Regions from separate parts of the Mus musculus genome. Here region 2 is linked to region 1. A link is a contact called in public Hi-C data. All regions are on one chromosome and are shown on one strand. The core of a region is the stretch at or near the end of the contact, and the rest is flanking DNA. Distances in the headings are between cores, read along the strand shown. Region 1 has its middle 64 kb from the start of Fgf20. Region 2 has its middle 8.6 kb from the start of Fgf20.

Region 1 (4,528 bases), core at 1,433-3,932:
AACTTCAAATCTGAGAATCTGTCTGATTCCCTTTATACAATGATCATGCTAGATCACCATTTCAATAAGAAGTTGGGTATGTTTTTATTTAGATATATTGCCTTGAAAATTAATTACTAAAATGAGCAGATTATTAAGATGATGTAATATTTTTGTAAATACATAAATATATGCACATTGATTCTTTATGTGATGCATGTAAATATATAATATTTATAATTGTTCATGTAATAAAGAAAGAGTCTCTGGGTAGAAATGAGCAAGACAAAATAAAAGCAAGACCGAGAGTCCTTTAAAGCCAATTAGTAATCCTTAAAACCCTAGTTCTTAAAGTCAACCTCTAATCTGTCTTCTCTAACACACAACAAAGATCAAAACACAGAGCAAACGCATTAAGATGCAAAAATCCAAATTTATCATGAGTCTAAAGATACAGCTTTCATCAGGGAACTTGGGAAACATCTTCAGTAAGGTTTCTCATAAGTTACATGTAAAAAGATAAAAGAACAGAATAGTAGCAAGAAGCCCCCAGTAAATACAGAAGATCAAGTGCGAAGGAGCTACATTCTAAGAATATGACGGTGTGACATGATAGGCACTTCATCAGATGAAGCCTCTACGTGGGCTGATTTGAGGGAAGAGCAGTTCAGAAACTAAAGATGCACAAATGGGCAAATGCTGTCATTTCCCTCATTGATAAAAACAAAGGAAGAAGACTGCAGTTGTTCTGAAGTCTGAACTCAACAGAGTCTCAGAATGGCTCGCCTCGATTGATGAGCAATATTTACATGAAAGAAAAAAAACAGTGATGTCATTAGAATCTTGGGGAGAGGAAACAACTGGAGAAGAGAAAAACTGTTTCTTGGTTTGAATGAAGACCCAGTGACCAATTGCCAGGTCAGGAACTCTCAGTGGGACATTCTATCAGTTCCCCATCTCAGTAGAGCTACATACTTTAGAGTAAAACACCTGGCTTTTACTCCAAATATCCTGGAAAATTGAAAACGCTGTACAGAATTATATTTCCAAAAGAAGAACTGAAAAGAATTGTCCAGGAAAAAATAAGAAATCCTAAAACTCACAATGTCTGGCTTCAGGAAAAGCTGTGAGCACATATTTTTTCTATATTTACTTGAATATAAAAAATAGTTTGGAGTTGGGTTGATGGTTTTTGTTGTTTTGTTTTTAGAGTTGTTTGTTTGTTTGTTTGTTTTGCAGAGTGCAGGCTGGCCTCAAGCTTGCCATGTAACAGCTAAGGATAGCTTTAAATTCCTGATCCCCATACATCTTGTCTCCTAAGTGCTGGAGGTGTAGGTACAAACCACAGCCCTCAGCCTGCCAATGAGAGATTTTAATCATATAAAAATATTATAGATGTAAGTGTGGCAATGTGCATACAAATTTACAAATACACCAAGATCATATATGATGTCTACTTGACAGTTAAGTATGAAAGTGAATGAGAGGCTTAGCAATGTATGGTTAATTAAATTTGTTAGCCTATATGTATGGGAACTATATAAAAGAACTTGTACATTCATGTCTGCGCAGTAAAGATTTTCTCCACCAAGAAAGGATGCATCACCCAGCCATAGCTCCACAGTGAGAGGTCCTGTGTTCAAACCCTGAAATCTCAGCTTGCTTGTAAAATTAGTAGCTTTCAATCTGTTAACTGTGTAAGAGGGAAATGGAAGCAATATCTACTGCAGTTTGTTCTGACAATTAAGTGGAAAGATCCAGTCCAGTATCCAAATCAATTCATCTGTTTAACTCTTAAAGCTCTCTCTCTCTCTCTCTCTCTCTCTCTCTCTCTCTCTCTCTCTCTCTCTCTCTCTCTCTCTCTGTGTGTGTGTGCACACATGTGCACATGCATGTGCAAGTAAAACATTTTGGGAACAAAGACAGCCCAATACATATTTTAATAATGGGTATACTTTAACCTGAGAGTATAATTAATTGAAATATCTTACTGCCTTACTATTTGAATGACTGCAATTATGAAAACTCAACTAGTCTTAATTTTATTTTATCCATTCATATAAATATTAAGGAGCTTTGACACATAGTAAGTGGAAGATCAGCTTTTATCTTATAATGTCTTGGCATTCAATTTTCAGATGAACATTTTATCAGCATACTCAAGAATAAATTTTATATCATTGTATCTTGCAAAAAATTAATATTAAAATACATAAAATATAAATCTTATAATATAATATCGCACTGTCTATGGTGTCAGATATAAATAAATTTAATTGGAGACATAAATTATTTTCAGTTTGTCAATGTCATGCACTTGCTGAGTCCCCTGGAATGACAGAGACAGCTATATAGTAGCTCATTTTAAAAAAAAGAAATGTATGGTATAAAAGATATTTAGGGAAATATTCGTTGTCACATAGAGCCTTGGAAACCTTTCTAATGCTTCTCCATGAGAGGGAAGAATTTTTTTTTCTTTTAGGGTAATATGCAGACTAAAACAGTACACATAATTTCACTTGGATTACAGAATGACATTGGCGCAGACACTAAAAGAACAGGGCTCACTGGGTTTGAGGGTATTTTCTATGTTTGGTTATTGTAGTCCAAACACAAAAGTGGCACTGATAAATGGTTACATCGGCATCTGGTTAACATTACCCGAGTGAATCATGAAAAAGAAGTGACGGGTGGATTGGAGCCAGGGCAACCAAGAGATACCAAAGATAATGCCTGTGTTTTGAAGCAAAAGGCTTTCCAGCATCTCTGACCTAATGCTACATATGTCTTAATTTAAAGTGAAGGGTACTGTGATAACAAGCAAGAACAATTATAGTTTCAACTAGAAGGCTCAGACCAAATAGAAATGAGTTAAGGTAGTGTATTTTCCAAATCCAGTAAGAGGTCAGCTCTGCCCAAGAGCTCTTAGAACCTCTAAGTTGGTTTTCTATTCAAAACTGCTTAATGTTTTTCTAACTAAGCAATAAACTGTATCTGGTTTTTTGTCAAGTTAAAACAAGACTTTTATCTATAAGCTTGACAGGTGAAGCCACACGAGGCTTTACAGCTTTAAACCTAGCTTTAAAAAAAAAATCACACATACTGTTTTATGCTTCTCAGGCTAGACAACAAAGTTATGAGAGGGTTTCCCCTTAGCTTTGGTGTGAAGGTCCCCACCTGACACATCCAAAGCCTGACTATCAAGTGCTGCTGCTGTTCACACCTGCACACTCACAGCTGCCAACAAAGGGAGACAGGAACTTCTCCCACCTACACACCTGTCAGATGGGTGGATGCCTTTAACCCTTTGTCTTCTCTTGATCGATCCCAAGAAATGGAAAAGGGTGTGCTACAAAGGGGTGGGGTGGGCAGAGGGGCTAAGGAGAGCAGACAAGCAAAATTGCTCCCATTTAAGACAAGCTTAAACGTTTAGTTATAGAACATAGCTGGCAACATTTGGGAAGGAAAGCTACATTAAGTGGAGGAAAGATTCACAGTTGCTTCTAATGAAAATGAAAAATCCGTTTTTTTTTCCATTTTACACCAAAAGAACATAAGTTATTATTTGAAGTAAACTAAACTTATGTCATTTCACAGTGTGTATGATAACCAATTTTTAACATTAGAACATTTGTTAAGGATAGATTTTGTGTGTTTGTGTCTGTGTGTGGTTTCACAAAAAGTACTACAGAATGAAAAGGGATGTATAATTTGTAGAGATTAAATGTTTACACACTTAATTCAGTATCTGGTATGTTCATATGACTTAAAGTATAACACACAACTATTTAACCTACATTTTTACAGACTTTAGTTGATAATAGATGGATCAGTAAGAAATGAACAAAAGGCATCCATTTGAGATTATGTTTAGTAAACCAAACTACTCATTAAAAAGTATAAAGAAGGTTTTTAAATCTTATCACTGTACAAATTAAAGGAATCGCATTAGAAGGATTTAAACTATTTCAATTTGCAGCAACGTATAAAAAGGTATTTATACATACACACATACAGACACATACACATGATAAACGTAGGTGACTGTGTACATTAAAGCAAATGCCATTGAATTGCATTTTTAAATATTTTAGAACTCTGGTTTAAATTCTGGTATCACCAAACAGACCTTTCAAGTCTCTAATTGATAAAAACAATACAGATTAAATGGCTACAGACAGACAGACTATCCAGGTGGGCTCTAATAGTTAAGAGTTTGGGTGCTCAGACATGATTTTATTTCATTGATAAAATGGAAATACTCAAGAACACCACTGTATTTCTAACACTGTGGTTTGTTTTAAGGCTTCAGGGAGAAAACTCAAAGCTTGTGTGTCTTTCCAGTGTTAGATGTGGGTAGAGACCAATCTCCTTGGAGTTTCTGGGAGATGAAAGAATAAATAACTTCCTTTCATGCTCCCTTCTTGTTGGAGATAGGGCAGTTTGGTGGTGCTTCCGCTGAGCCACAGACCATTCTTGCTCTGGAATTTTCCCAAAAGTTGTAAGAACCTATTCTTTTCCCCTTCCAAACAAAATGATTGAATCATTT
Region 2 (4,528 bases), core at 650-3,149, 71 kb after region 1:
ACATCCTTCATCAATGTCTCACATAACCTTTCATTATCATTTCAGAACTCATAAAAATTCACTGTAAACATTCTTAATATTAATTTCGTGTGAGAAACTTACCAGATCACCACAACTGAAGAGCTTCATTTGACAATGTGAAAGGTAGATTATGTCATTATCATCGTTAGTACTATAAAGCTAATGAAAAATATAATATTTAAATTCATTCTACTTGTACCCCCTACTTGTCTTGAGGCAGATCAAAGAAGAAAAATCAATTGCATTGCTAATGTTAAGAACACAGATCATGATAGCATTGTTATTTGAAACCGGCCACATTGGAACGCTGTCTGGGTTCAGGGTTATGCTAAAGAGAAACGCAGTCTCTACTATGATGAAAGCTCAAACAGGGAAGGTTTTGTATCTGTTCTGCTCATTAAAGTTCACTCTATTCCTAACAAATCAAGCTACAGAGACCTAAAAAGGTAATAAAGGCTTGTTTTCTATAACAATTGAAGTATATGAAAAACTGGTTCAAAATGGCAACACGGCTTAATCTACAACTGAACAGTGGATTAGGGAACATAATTACAGCAACTTTCAACGCTTTTTATTATCTCACTATTAACGTGTCCAGAGATGCTACGAAATTGTTTGTTTGTTATTCTTCCATTTCAAGTAAAGAAACTCTTCTTTAACTAGACTTCCTTCTCTGGAATGAACACCACAGAGATATTTTTATTGTGATGACGTACACATTAGATCATCACATTCAAGGAAGTTAACTTTTCCAAGAGAATGAAACTGCCACAAACACTCCCTCCTAAGTGGCACTCTTTCAAACAAGGGGTCTGTCCATAAAATGTAGGGAATAGTTTTTAACAACTAATGGATTTGTTGTCTCTTTAGAATTAGGTAGAACTAAAACTGGCATTACAGAGAGAGGGGTACAAGTTTAATCTATAGTAACATCAATAATGAGAATGAATGACATTCATTTTGAAAATCAGAAAATGGACTAGTGGCTTAAGCTACCTCGAGATTTGATATCGTGACAAGCTGACGAAAGCTTACTTATTCTTCCCTTAATGAAAACTCTGAGCTAACTAGTACAGTTTATGAGAGACTGGAGCCCAGCCTGTAGTCAAGCTGCCCAGAAGTTTAGCCAGACCAGAGCGAGGCGAGTAGGGAAGTGTCCATCCCTTTTGGACAGGTTGGGGGGGCGGGGAGGGCAAACAAATAAGAGGAACGGAAAGAAGTCTTAGGAGTTTCTTAAACTTGGCAGCTGTTCGGAAGACACAACTCGTCTTTCTACAATGACCAGTCTAGAGTGAGAGGCACCGGCACACAGAAGTAGAAGAGATGGCTGAAGCTAGTATCAACTACGTAAGCAACGACACTGCCAGTCACCGCTTATTTGTCTTGAAAGTAGGTTGGAGGAGATAAGACAAAAACCAATTACAGTGCGGATGTTACGAGCACAGATCATGAAGTTAATTTTTTTTAATTGTCTGATTTACAAATGGTCTGGTTTGAATTCCATCCTAACAAAGAATGCTGATTCGCCATTACAGCCCCGCTAAAATGTAAGGTCCGTGAAGGTAGGGAAAAGAAATTAATAGAACAGGAAAAGTAAGGGGGTGGTGGTCGGGCATGGTGGCGCACACCTTTAATCCCAGCACTTGGGAGGCAGAAGCAGACAGATTTCTGAGTTCGAGGGCAGCCTGGTCTACAGAGTGAGGAGTTCCTGGACAGTCAGGGTTATACAGAGAAAGCCTGTCTGGAAAAAAAAAAAAGTGGGAGGGGTGGGAAGATATGGTGCCAGATATGAGCTACCTCTTTTTGAATTGTTGGTTATTATGGTACCATAGATGCTCCCAAAGCATTACATTTGACCGCCATTGCTCTTGATTATCCTCCAGAACCTGAGGGTAAGACCCTATCGCTGAAGATACCACACACTTGAGTCCTAGGACACAGAGGAGTCAAGATGGTATGGACCTGGAAACTTCATCCTTACTGGCTGTGTTCCAGATTGACATGTGCTATGCAGGCCACTGGGGTAGGAAAGCAGTCAACAGTGTTACATAACTGTGAGCTCGGTGAGTTACTGTAACCACAGGCCTGGCAAGATACACTCACTGCTACATTTGTGGCATAGATAGCATAGGCACAAACAATCACCAGCTTTGAAGCGCTCTCCACAAGACAGGACTCAACCCTATTACCACTAACTGGAATCACAACCCATGACTGGCCAGGTCATTGGGCCTAGGGCAGAACCTAATACTATTTTCCGCAAAATGGACATAGTGATAAACTGCCCAATAAGTTCTTACATTTGTATCCATTGATTAATGCATTTCTCAAGCTCATCAGAAGTCTTTATTTGGTTGATTCTGTAGTAGACCGCAATTAATACAAAGCCCCATTACCAGTCAACCTGCAGAGAATAAGACTTTGTAAAACTGAACTTAAAATGGGATGTCTATATGCCCTGCCTCCAGGATCACATCAGAAGGGGATGTGTAAAAATAATAAGAGCCAGAAGAAATAGACATCTGCAGAAAAACAGTATTTCCCAGATATGACAGCTCCTCTGCACAGGTGAACTCTCAGGGGCGTAACTTCATATACATGACCTGCTCAAAATCAAGCCAGTTAAAATCTTCCAAAGAATGGGGAAGAAGCTGGCTAAGTTCTGACCTTAGATAAGGAGTTACTGTCAGTTGACAACTGCTAGGACAAAGACTGAGTTGGTTTTCTTCAAGGCTGTGTTCTGTGAGAGGCTACCCACCCCATGCTCCAGTCCGGTAGCCCAGCCTGCCGCCTATGCATACACAGGCAACACTGTGTGGACTCAGTAGCTTTTAGGAAAACAGAGCACATGAAGATGACAAAGGAATGTTGGGAAAGAGATGGGGGCAGGGAACCGAGAGGAAGCTTGTATGGGGTGGATTTAAAACACATTATATGTACGGACCAAATCTCCAACAATAAAAACTAGAAAAGCTACCAGTCCACATCAGACGTATGTAGCTATGAACTCTGAGGTATTGTAACAACTGGCCTTGGAAAGTGCACTACGATCTCTGGCATATTTTCCACGGTCAATAAAATGCCTATTCGTTTAATTGATATGCATGTTTAAAACTTTTTCAGAAACCTCGAGCACTTGCTTTAATTTCTTGAATTTATTATTGCTCACAATTAACAATTATTCTGTTATATAATCCAGAGAGGTAAAAAAAAATGTAACTTGACTCTCAAAAAATGGGTACATTTGGAGAAATGTATCCTTAGTCTTGAAAAACAAGCTAGACATAAATCCACTTGCTGCTACTGTGGAAAAGCGGCTGCTGGCCTCACCTGGGTCAGCCACTAGAGGACGGTGTGCTCACACGCCACGACTTTGCTAAAGCCCTGCAGGGATCCTGAGAGACTGAAATGATTGCTGCCAAGTTTCTTTGCCCAGCTTCTGGTCCTACCCTTGGCAGATCCTGCATGTAATTCTGGCTTCCAAATGTGGAGAGGAGAAAAGAAAAAAGTAGCAAAGTTAGAATGCGTTAGGTGATTGGCAAGATTAAAAAGTCACATAAAACTGTGACAATGTCAGGAGTCTTGATGGGGAGGAAAATGCAGGTCAGCAGCCACCGTGCAGCTGTCAGGACACTGAGAAAGTGTTGACGCTGTGAATATTTGACTCAAGCTATTCCTGCAAACAGGCTATAAGGTTCTAGTGCGCAGTGAAACTTGGAGCGGAATTCAAGGACAAGAGCTGAGTCAAGTAAACGGAATGACTGGGAGCCAGTGGCTGGGTTTGGAGTCCACTGCTGTCAAGTATAACAACTACTAGCTTAAGAACTGTAAAACTGTAACTCTCATAAAGCTGTGTTTGCTGGAATCGGCAACAAAATAACAGAATTACAGCAGCAACACATGCAATGGGTTTTGTAAAATAAGACCTGAAAAAATTCTGGCAGCCTTTTATGTCTTTAGCAAACTGGGATTCATCATAGCTCCCTCAAAGCTGTCAATTGTAAGCTGTGTTTCTAAGGAGCTGTTCCCACTGAAATTTATTTTGAAGCTCCATCTTTTGTTCAGCTGGAAGACTGCTGATGTGGGTCTCTGAACCTGGGATAATTCAATCGCACTCTTGCTACCCTGAGGAAAGAAGTCCTCTGCCCATTAGATTTGTATAGATTCTAGGTAATTTTATAGAAAACAAATATTTTTATTCTTTCATAAATATAACGTTCTGTTTGTTTGTTTGTTTGCTTACTTGCTTGCTTGCTTGCTTGCTTGCTTACTTACTTGTTGAGACCGAGTATTGCAATACAGCCTTGGCTGGCCTGGAACTTGCTGTTTAAACCAGGCTGGCCTCAAACTCACAGTGATAGCCCTGTTTTATCAGTGGCAAAAAGTTACATTTTGGGGGGAGGGAGGGGGATAATAGATTCTTCTCTCATTCAATACATCCCACATCTCGATCACAGTTTCCCCTCTCTCCACTCCTCCCAGCTTTCTGCTCGCCCAGATCCAATCC

The links. Hi-C and Micro-C count contacts between places; a contact is called where the count stands out from the background.
Region 2: a contact with region 1 is called in a Hi-C map of the N1E-115 cell line, with 3 times the contacts expected there. The contact joins two enhancer-like sites. A contact is called at or near these places in 4 of 484 Hi-C or Micro-C datasets (the N1E-115 cell line, cumulus cells and nephron progenitors), 1 of 115 datasets of contacts at active chromatin or transcription factors (embryonic stem cells) and 2 of 9 other capture datasets (embryonic stem cells and liver).

Annotation. Positions count from the first base shown.
Region 1 is chr8:40,221,064-40,225,591 of GRCm38.p6, forward strand. No RefSeq gene overlaps it. Among named protein-coding and RNA genes, the nearest start is that of Fgf20, 64 kb to the right of the region's middle. Within about 2 kb of position 2,683, at least 3 of the 459 cell types and tissues checked have an H3K27ac peak or open chromatin away from gene starts, as enhancers often do. A contact at or near this core is called in the N1E-115 cell line, where this site is marked.
Region 2 is chr8:40,293,257-40,297,784 of GRCm38.p6, forward strand. No RefSeq gene overlaps it. Among named protein-coding and RNA genes, the nearest start is that of Fgf20, 8.6 kb to the left of the region's middle. Within about 2 kb of position 1,900, at least 12 of the 459 cell types and tissues checked have an H3K27ac peak or open chromatin away from gene starts, as enhancers often do. A contact at or near this core is called in the N1E-115 cell line, where this site is marked.